2 separate regions of the Mus musculus genome follow, and region 1 is linked to region 2. A link is a contact called in public Hi-C data. All regions are on one chromosome and are shown on one strand. Each heading gives the region's core, a stretch centred on a gene start, on an enhancer-like site or on the middle of the called end of the contact. The rest is flanking DNA. Distances are from core to core; before and after follow the strand shown. Region 1 overlaps Iqgap2 (IQ motif containing GTPase activating protein 2). Region 2 overlaps Iqgap2 (IQ motif containing GTPase activating protein 2).

Evidence for each region. Hi-C and Micro-C count contacts between places; a contact is called where the count stands out from the background.
Region 1: a Hi-C map of the HPC-7 cell line shows a contact between it and region 2, with 2.3 times the contacts expected there. The contact joins two enhancer-like sites. A contact is called at or near these places in 3 of 39 promoter capture datasets (the HPC-7 cell line, liver and neutrophils), 2 of 15 datasets of contacts at CTCF or cohesin (CD8 T cells and the G1E-ER4 cell line), 7 of 484 Hi-C or Micro-C datasets (the C10 cell line, CD8 T cells, the HPC-7 cell line and 4 more), 3 of 115 datasets of contacts at active chromatin or transcription factors (the HPC-7 cell line, acute myeloid leukemia and embryonic stem cells) and 3 of 9 other capture datasets (adipose tissue, embryonic stem cells and liver).

What each region holds. Positions count from the first base shown.
Region 1 is chr13:95,718,496-95,722,133 of GRCm38.p6, reverse strand. It overlaps Iqgap2 (IQ motif containing GTPase activating protein 2), which reads left to right. Exons shown (of 36, transcript NM_027711.1): 11 at 461-621. All of the region lies in intron 1 of Gm52062 (a long non-coding RNA gene), which reads right to left. Among named protein-coding and RNA genes, the nearest start is that of Gm52062, 14 kb to the right of the region's middle. Within about 2 kb of position 2,268, at least 80 of the 459 cell types and tissues checked have an H3K27ac peak or open chromatin away from gene starts, as enhancers often do. A contact at or near this core is called in the G1E-ER4 cell line and the HPC-7 cell line, where this site is marked.
Region 2 is chr13:95,637,420-95,641,322 of GRCm38.p6, reverse strand. It overlaps Iqgap2 (IQ motif containing GTPase activating protein 2), which reads left to right. Exons shown (of 36, transcript NM_027711.1): 31 at 3,518-3,605. Among named protein-coding and RNA genes, the nearest start is that of Gm52063, 4.9 kb to the left of the region's middle. Within about 2 kb of position 2,327, at least 41 of the 459 cell types and tissues checked have an H3K27ac peak or open chromatin away from gene starts, as enhancers often do. A contact at or near this core is called in the G1E-ER4 cell line and the HPC-7 cell line, where this site is marked.

The sequences.
Region 1 (3,638 bases), core at 1,019-3,518, 81 kb before region 2:
CAATTTGTAACAGCAAAATTAGCTTTTGGGGGCTAGAGTCAACTTCCTCAGCTTAAAGATTGTATTTGTTTTTCCAGGTTTATAACATTTAGTTAGGTAAAGCCCTTCTTTCCTGGACCCGGTTTCCAGTCATTTACTGTACTGAGATCTTAACTGGACCTCTCAGCCTGTTTTGTCTAACCACTGGCTTAATTGCCAGGTTGGATGGAGCCTGGTAGGCAGGCGGCACCTCTGGGAGCCGCGGTGGGATACATATTTGTGACATTGTAACTGTGGGTTATACATAACACAGCCCCCAAAACAATAATCTAAGGGAACCTAGGAGCCATTTACGTGGCTTTCCTGAAAGCCAATGAAGAGCAGGTGGGCATGCTCATTGTCATATGCATCCCGTGTCCAAAGCACATCTGTGCCGTGCATGCGATGCCGGGAGCTCACTCTACCCTGTGTTTGCCAACAGAACTACTTGGCCCACGAGGAGCTCCTGATTGCCGTGGAAATGTTGTCTGCCGTTGCTCTGCTAAACCAGGCCTTGGAGAGCAGTGACCTCGTGGCTGTGCAGAACCAACTCAGAAGCCCCACCATAGGCTTCAACAATCTGGATGAGGCACACGTGGACCGGTAAGGAGCACTTCCCGGATGCTCTTTCAGGGTGGAAAAAAAAAGTGCTTGGCAGATCCCCCCACCCCCACCCCCAAGTGGAAAAGTCCACATGTCCTGCTTGCATTTTCTCAAGAGCGGTCTGCTCTGCCACAGGGGCTTCTTTATCCTCCTCTCCTAGAGACAAAATTGTCATCTTGTATTAACAACTGACTTTATTCCAAGTTGATACCTAGAGGAGCTGTGAAAATACATCAACCAAAGAGTACACATGGTGGGACTCGTGACTCCAGCTGCATATGTAGCAGAGGATGGCCTAGTCAGTCATCAATGGGAGGAGAAGCCCTTGGTCCTGTGAAGGCTCTAAGCCCCAGTGTAGGGGAATGCCAGGGCCAGGAAGCAGGAGTGGGTGGGTTGGTGAACAAGGGGAAGAGAGGAGGGGATAGGGGATTTTCGGAGGGGAAACCAGGAAAGGGGTTAACATTTGAAATGTAAATAAATAAAATATCTAATTTTAAAAAAAGAAAGAAAGGAAAGGGAAAAGAAAATACACCTTCCTGAATAGGGGAAGGATCGCTGCCCCACAAGGGATAGGAACTCTACAGGAAGACTAACAGTCAACTAACCTGGACCCACTGGGCTCTCAGAGTCTGAACATCCAACCAAAGAACATACATGGGCTGGACCTAGGCCTCCCTGAACATATGTAGCTTGGTCTTCAAGTGGATCCAGAGCAACTGGCATGGAGGGCTATCCCAAAAGCTGTCCCCTGTGTGTGGAATATGTTCTACTAGCTGAGCTGCCTTGTGTGGCCTCAATGGGAGAAGCACCGAGTCTCCCAGAGACTTAAAGTGCCAAGCTGGGAAGGGAAGATATCCAGGAGGGCCCACCTGCTCAGAGGAGAGGGGGAGGGTGGAGGAGAGAAGAATTGTAGGAGGGGGTGACTAGGAGGGGGCAGTGAGTGAGATGTAAAGTGAATAAGTAAAAAAATTAAATTTTTAAAAAAGAAGAAAAAAGTACACCTTCCTTCCAGCTTCTTTAGGAAAGTTAGAAGTAGCTGTATATACAATGTATCCATTCTATTGACAAGGAAACTTCTAAGGTTATGAACCTTAAGTGGAGCCCCAAACTCTCTCCAGTGGTTGTTGGCCTAAAAGAGCCTTGTAAGCCCTTTCGTTTTGGGGTCCCCGATAGCTGCATTTGCTAGTCAGGCGGACGACTTCAGTGGATCTACAGAGAGTGCTAAGGCTGGAATTAAAAGACAAATGAGAGGTTTGTTCTTTCTCTTTGCTTCTGGATTCTGAGGGCAGGGCCTTAGCACACTTGCAAAGCACTCAGCCCTGGAATGAGAGAGAGATCAGATAGGAAAAAGGAAAGGAGATGAGTGGCCCCTAAATTGCTGTGACCACCAGGGGGAGATGTCTACCCAGATCCTGATGAAAATTTAGCCAGTGATTCTAAACTGGCTCCAGATGGAGAGCTAGAGCTGCATCACGCGCAATTGCAAAGGAAACTGAAAGAGTTCTTAGATTCTGAGGAAATGGTGACAGGTCACTTGAGCATGCACAAAATGGCAGAAAAGAAGCGTCTTCCTGAAGACGCTTCCCTCCTCCTGATCTCTATGAACAAAACCCCTTGCTCTCTCAGGCAGTGACTCCTCCCTCCACTCCTGTCAATCACAGCACCCCTTGCTCTCTCAGGCAGTGACTCCTCCCTCCACTGCTCCTGTCAATCACAGCAGACGCTGCTCCAAGCTTAGAAATCTGTCTGATGTCAAGTTTTCTTCTGCCCCTGGCCAGCACCTTCTGTGCCCAGCTGATCTCTGTGTCCAGTCCTCAGCTAAAGGCTCCCTCTCCAGGGACCACCGTCATAGCAGTGTCTCTCCCTTTGTGCAGTAGCAGTGTCCATGATGAAGCTCCCACCTCTTTCTTCTCCTCCTCAGGTCGCCAGTCACACTTATCTAACCAACTTCTGAGCCCTCCTGATGCTGGAGTATGAGTCACAGCTGCTCGCTCCTTGGAGAGTTACATGTAACCGTGACTCTTAGCAAAGCAATTGTCAAACATACCGGGCCACCTGCCCTCTGACTGACAGTACTTCTCCCATCCAGTACTCTAGCCGTCCACTCTGTTGATCAAAATTGCCCCCATCTACAAATACCACTTAAGGAAAGGGACTCGCTCCATTCGAGAGCCACATTGCCTGCACGAGCCAAGTTCATGATATAATAATAACTTAAGGACAGGGGTCACCCTGGCATAGTGGCACACACCTGTGATTCCAACATGAAGGCACAGAGGCAGGAAGATGAATTCAGAATTCTCCTTGACTATATAGCAAGTTTGAGGCCAGCTCAGGCTACATGAGACTATTTCAATATGAAAATATTACATATATCTGTATGAGTATGTGTGTGTATATATATGTATAATTTATACAATTACACACACACACACACACACCACCACCACCACCACCACTACCATCACCACTACCAACATTAACAACAATAACAGCAAAGAAGAACAGTCTTGTTTTAGTGCATAGTTGAACCCCTCTGGTCCAAATCCAAGTGGCATCATGGTTTTAGACTTCTATGGGATATATAACAGAGGGGCCAGCAGGCCCAGTGTTGTTAGTGCTGGCCTGGCTGAAGCATATATATATATATATATATATATATATATATATATATAAATGTATATTTATGTGTGTGTGTGTAGTGTGTGTGTATTATATATATATATATATACATATATGTATGTATGTATATGTATATATTATATAGGCTGAAGCATATATATATATATATATATTATAACACACACACACACACACACTGCAGCGATGACTTTGTACTGAAGAGCCTTCACTTGAGGGGACTGTGAAGTCCTATGGGCTCCTTCCTAAAACTTCCCTTTGGCTCAATGGCACACATTTCTAAGGGGATCCTGGGTGTTGTCTATTCCAGTCCTTAAGGATTCCTACAGAGCCATCACTTATATTTTTATTAAGTCTACAAGAGGCCCCGAAAGGCT
Region 2 (3,903 bases), core at 1,078-3,577:
ATGTACTGATATTACTGCCATTTTAAACACTACCAAGTATTTCTGAACTTCCACAAGCACCGCTTCCTTGTCAACCTTGGGCACACTGTAAAGCAGAAAGCCGGAGCCATGCGTGGAGAGGCCAGCCCTAGGAGCCTTTACCCAGCCGTGCTCTGTGCTCTTGTCCACAAGCCGAGTTCTGATGAGTAAACTCCCTGGTGGATTTCATTCTTCTTCAGTAATTCCTTCCCAGAGTTGGAGGCCTCTCCGTGTTTCGATGAGCCTGTCTTACAGATGGTTGAATACTCTACAGGCTGGTATACAACATGTCGGCTAGGCACAGCTAGAAAGTTACGTTTGCACTGGGTGAGGAGGGCACATTCAGAAGGTCATTGACAACAGTGACCCAAACTGGGAACTCTCTTTAGATGCTACTCTGCAAAGGTTTAAAGACCTTAAAGACCTCAGGGGCTTTTATCTTGGAAAGGTGCTAGAAGAGGGGATGGTGACTTGGGCTGTGACTCAGTGGTAGAGAATGTGCTTAGTTTGTTTATGTTTCATCCACAGCACAAACAGGAGGTAGGGATGGTAGGAGACACAGGTAACTCCCACAGGAGGATAAGGAACTGTGGATGATGCAGGCCGGCAGCTTGCTCTGGCTTCTGCAATGCTAGAACCCCAAGTGTGGTGATCTTTGTCTACCCATTAGGCCTTGGAGCTCTCTGTTGCTCCATCTGTGTTTCAGACAGTGGGCTGTCTTCCAGCAGCCTCTTTGTGCTGAGGTCCTATGACTAACTAGGTCTTTAGACTACTAGCTTCCAGTTGAGGAATGGCATGTTTGGCTATTGCAATTTCAAAAAAAAAAAATTTTTTTTTTAGTAGGATCCACACATAGAGCACACACATAAATGTTCTAAAAGCCACATTCTAGAAAGAATCATATGAAATCATTTCTCATCTTTCCATTTTTTCCAGTGTTTATTTACACATTTAAAATAATGACACATGATGAGTGTTCCTATTTATAGAATGTAGTGTGACATTTTGATACATGGGTGCCATATGCAGTGGTCAGATCAGGGTCACTGACAGGTCCGTCACCACGCTCATATGCCAGTGATTTTTTTTTTTTTTTTTTGGTTGGGAGCAGAATTGTTTAGTAATTGTGTTCTATTTAACTCAATGTATTAAAAACATTTTCATTTCTTATAGAAATGAATGGAAGAGATTGTTAAGGAGGTATTGTGCATCTGTGCTAAGTCTTTAGCTTAGAATGTGTGTCCTGCACTCACATCTGTCTGTCTGGTCCAGCCAGGTTTCAGGGGCTCAGTGGGATGTGATGGCCAGCAGCTGCCATCTTGTGCAACATAGTTCCCATGTGATGGCCAGCAGCTGCCATCTTGTGCAACATAGTTGCCATGGTTACAGGTGTGCTCCTCACCATCTGTCAGACCCCAACACAAAGGGCTGTTTACATGAAGTCTTTCTGTCAAACTGTTTCCCTTTTAAAAATTAAAACAAAACAAAACAAAACAAAAAAACCCTATAAGGATTACATAATTTGCACTGACCCACGCAGCTCATAAATCATAAACAGGAACTGTGAGGGGGTGGGGTGCGGGGAGCTCCAGGTAGCCTTCGATCTGCCCGATCTGCCTGTCCACAATGCCCTGTGCCCTTGAGCACATAGTAGGGAGGGGAAGTTGAGATCCCTGCACTTGAAGCAGGTGCCGGCTTAGATATAGACCGTGAAGGTAGAATTTTGACAATGAATTCCACAGGCCTGACGTCATCTAGAATTCCAAGAACAAAAAACAAAGTTATTTGTGCAATTTGTCCTTCAGCAACTCGTGAGCAAATAGTTTTCAGTCGCGATGGAAGCTGATATAAATGATGTCACGTAATTGTTAATTAGCAGAACGTAGCTGCTAGAACGTTGTTTCAAATAAGAATCACTCAGGGTCGACAGTTTTTTAAAATCATTCAAAGGTTTTGTTTTCAACTCCGTGTTTCTGCCTGAAAGCCAGGCATGGGGGAGCGTGCCTGTAATCCAAACATTTAGGATCTCAAATTTGAGGCCAGCCTGGGCTAGATGCTAAATCTCGGTCTAATTCATTCCTGATGATGATTAGAGGAAGCTGGGGTATGTGTGTGGGAAGGGACATGCAGCTTCCTGAGGCCTGGCCACCTCAGGAACACTGCCTGCCATCTCCCACGGGGCTATAATTAGCTGTGTACCCATGTTTGACTCTCTGGAGTCTTTAGTTGTGCATTCTCAGACAGCCTGAAAATCCCTGGCAGGCAGGGGTCACGGGGCTAGAGGAAATGGCTCTGCAGAGACCCTGGAGAAGGGAGAAGAGGAAGCTGTGTCTGTCAGGCACGCTCACTCTTCTTGTGAAGACGTGGCATAAATAGGAAATGGGAAAGGCCACATTTGCAAATGGCTTACTGGATCTTCTCCCATTTTTAAAATCTCACATTTGGGGTTAACCAGGACTGATTCAGGAGAAAGCCCCCCTTGTGGCTTCGGAATATGACTTATTTTCATTTCCAGTTTCATGCTGCATGAACAGTTCCTGCTGTGGATAAGGAAGAAAGTTATTCTCTCTGACAGCACTGAAATTCAGTAGAGGACCAGGGCTGTGATAAGAGCAAGCAGCAGCTCTGGCCTGTGTGTAGCTCACCAACTACTGCTGATGTTTCTGTCTTCTGGGAGATGAGAGCCTTTTTCAAACAAAATACTTCCCACCATGGCTAACGGTGGTCAAATGAGAACGGTTGCCCTTTTGCATTTTTTTGTCTTGTTGCTGTGTGGCTTCTATAGTATGAAGGTTTGAATTCAGGGCCCTCACACATGTTCTACAGAGATACATCCCCAGCCCCCCCCTTCGATGTAATTACATAAGCCAACCCCTAATTAAAAGGGACAGCCAGTTGCTAAAGAGCACCTATGGAAGAATGAATGGGTCAGCACTTCCAGGGTGGTTTGTCAGCCCTAAACTTGTCTAAAACAGCTCTCCTGTTCTCGGTTCCATGCATGCACATGTGTGCATGCACACGTGGACACACACACACACACACACACACACACACACACACACACACGGCTCTATCTGCCAGTCTCCTATGTCCCTTTGCTGGGCTCACCAAAAGCCTGTAGTTTCCAAGGCTCTCAGGTGACTTCTGCTTCCACTGGCCTTCCCACTGGCCTATACCTTTTCTGATGGAGCAAACGAGGCAGTTTAGTTATGATGTATCCACAGGCTCAGAAGTCAGTTAGGCAGGCCTTCCTATGTCCTTTCCAGCAGCAGGAATCTTATGACATAGTTGTGTGCAGTCCTGAGAGACTAAACTCACTGTCTTAAGCATCTAAAGCCCAGACGCTGCTTATCTGGCATCTGCAGGCTCTTAGGCGTTTTTGCGCAAGAGCACTTTAGGGAATCACGGAAGCGGCTTAATGTATTCCTATGAGAGAAACAGAGTTTTATGTATCCTAACTGCTGTCTGAACATCCGTCTCTTTTGTTCTCCTTTGTAAGGACCAAAAAGCTGATCATCGATGTGACCCGGAACCAGCCAGGGAGCACGCTGACTGAAATCTTAGAGACCCCAGCAACTGGGCAGCAGGTGACTGGTCTTCACATAATAAGTTAATAGATAGATGGCGGTGGTCTTCGTGTCCACACCAAATAGTCACTGTCACATAGAAACATACATGTCTGAAGTCCCTTAGTGTAGACGACGGACTTCATATCTGAAGCCCACATGGAATATCAGTAGGAGAGAAGTGGAAGATGCTTTCTCAAATGTGTACCGGGTGTTATTTTTTTTTCCTACAGTAGGAATCCAGTTCTATATGTGCAGAGCCTCTTGATGTGAACCATAAGCTTTGTCATGCAGTAGATGACTGGATACATCAGTGAAG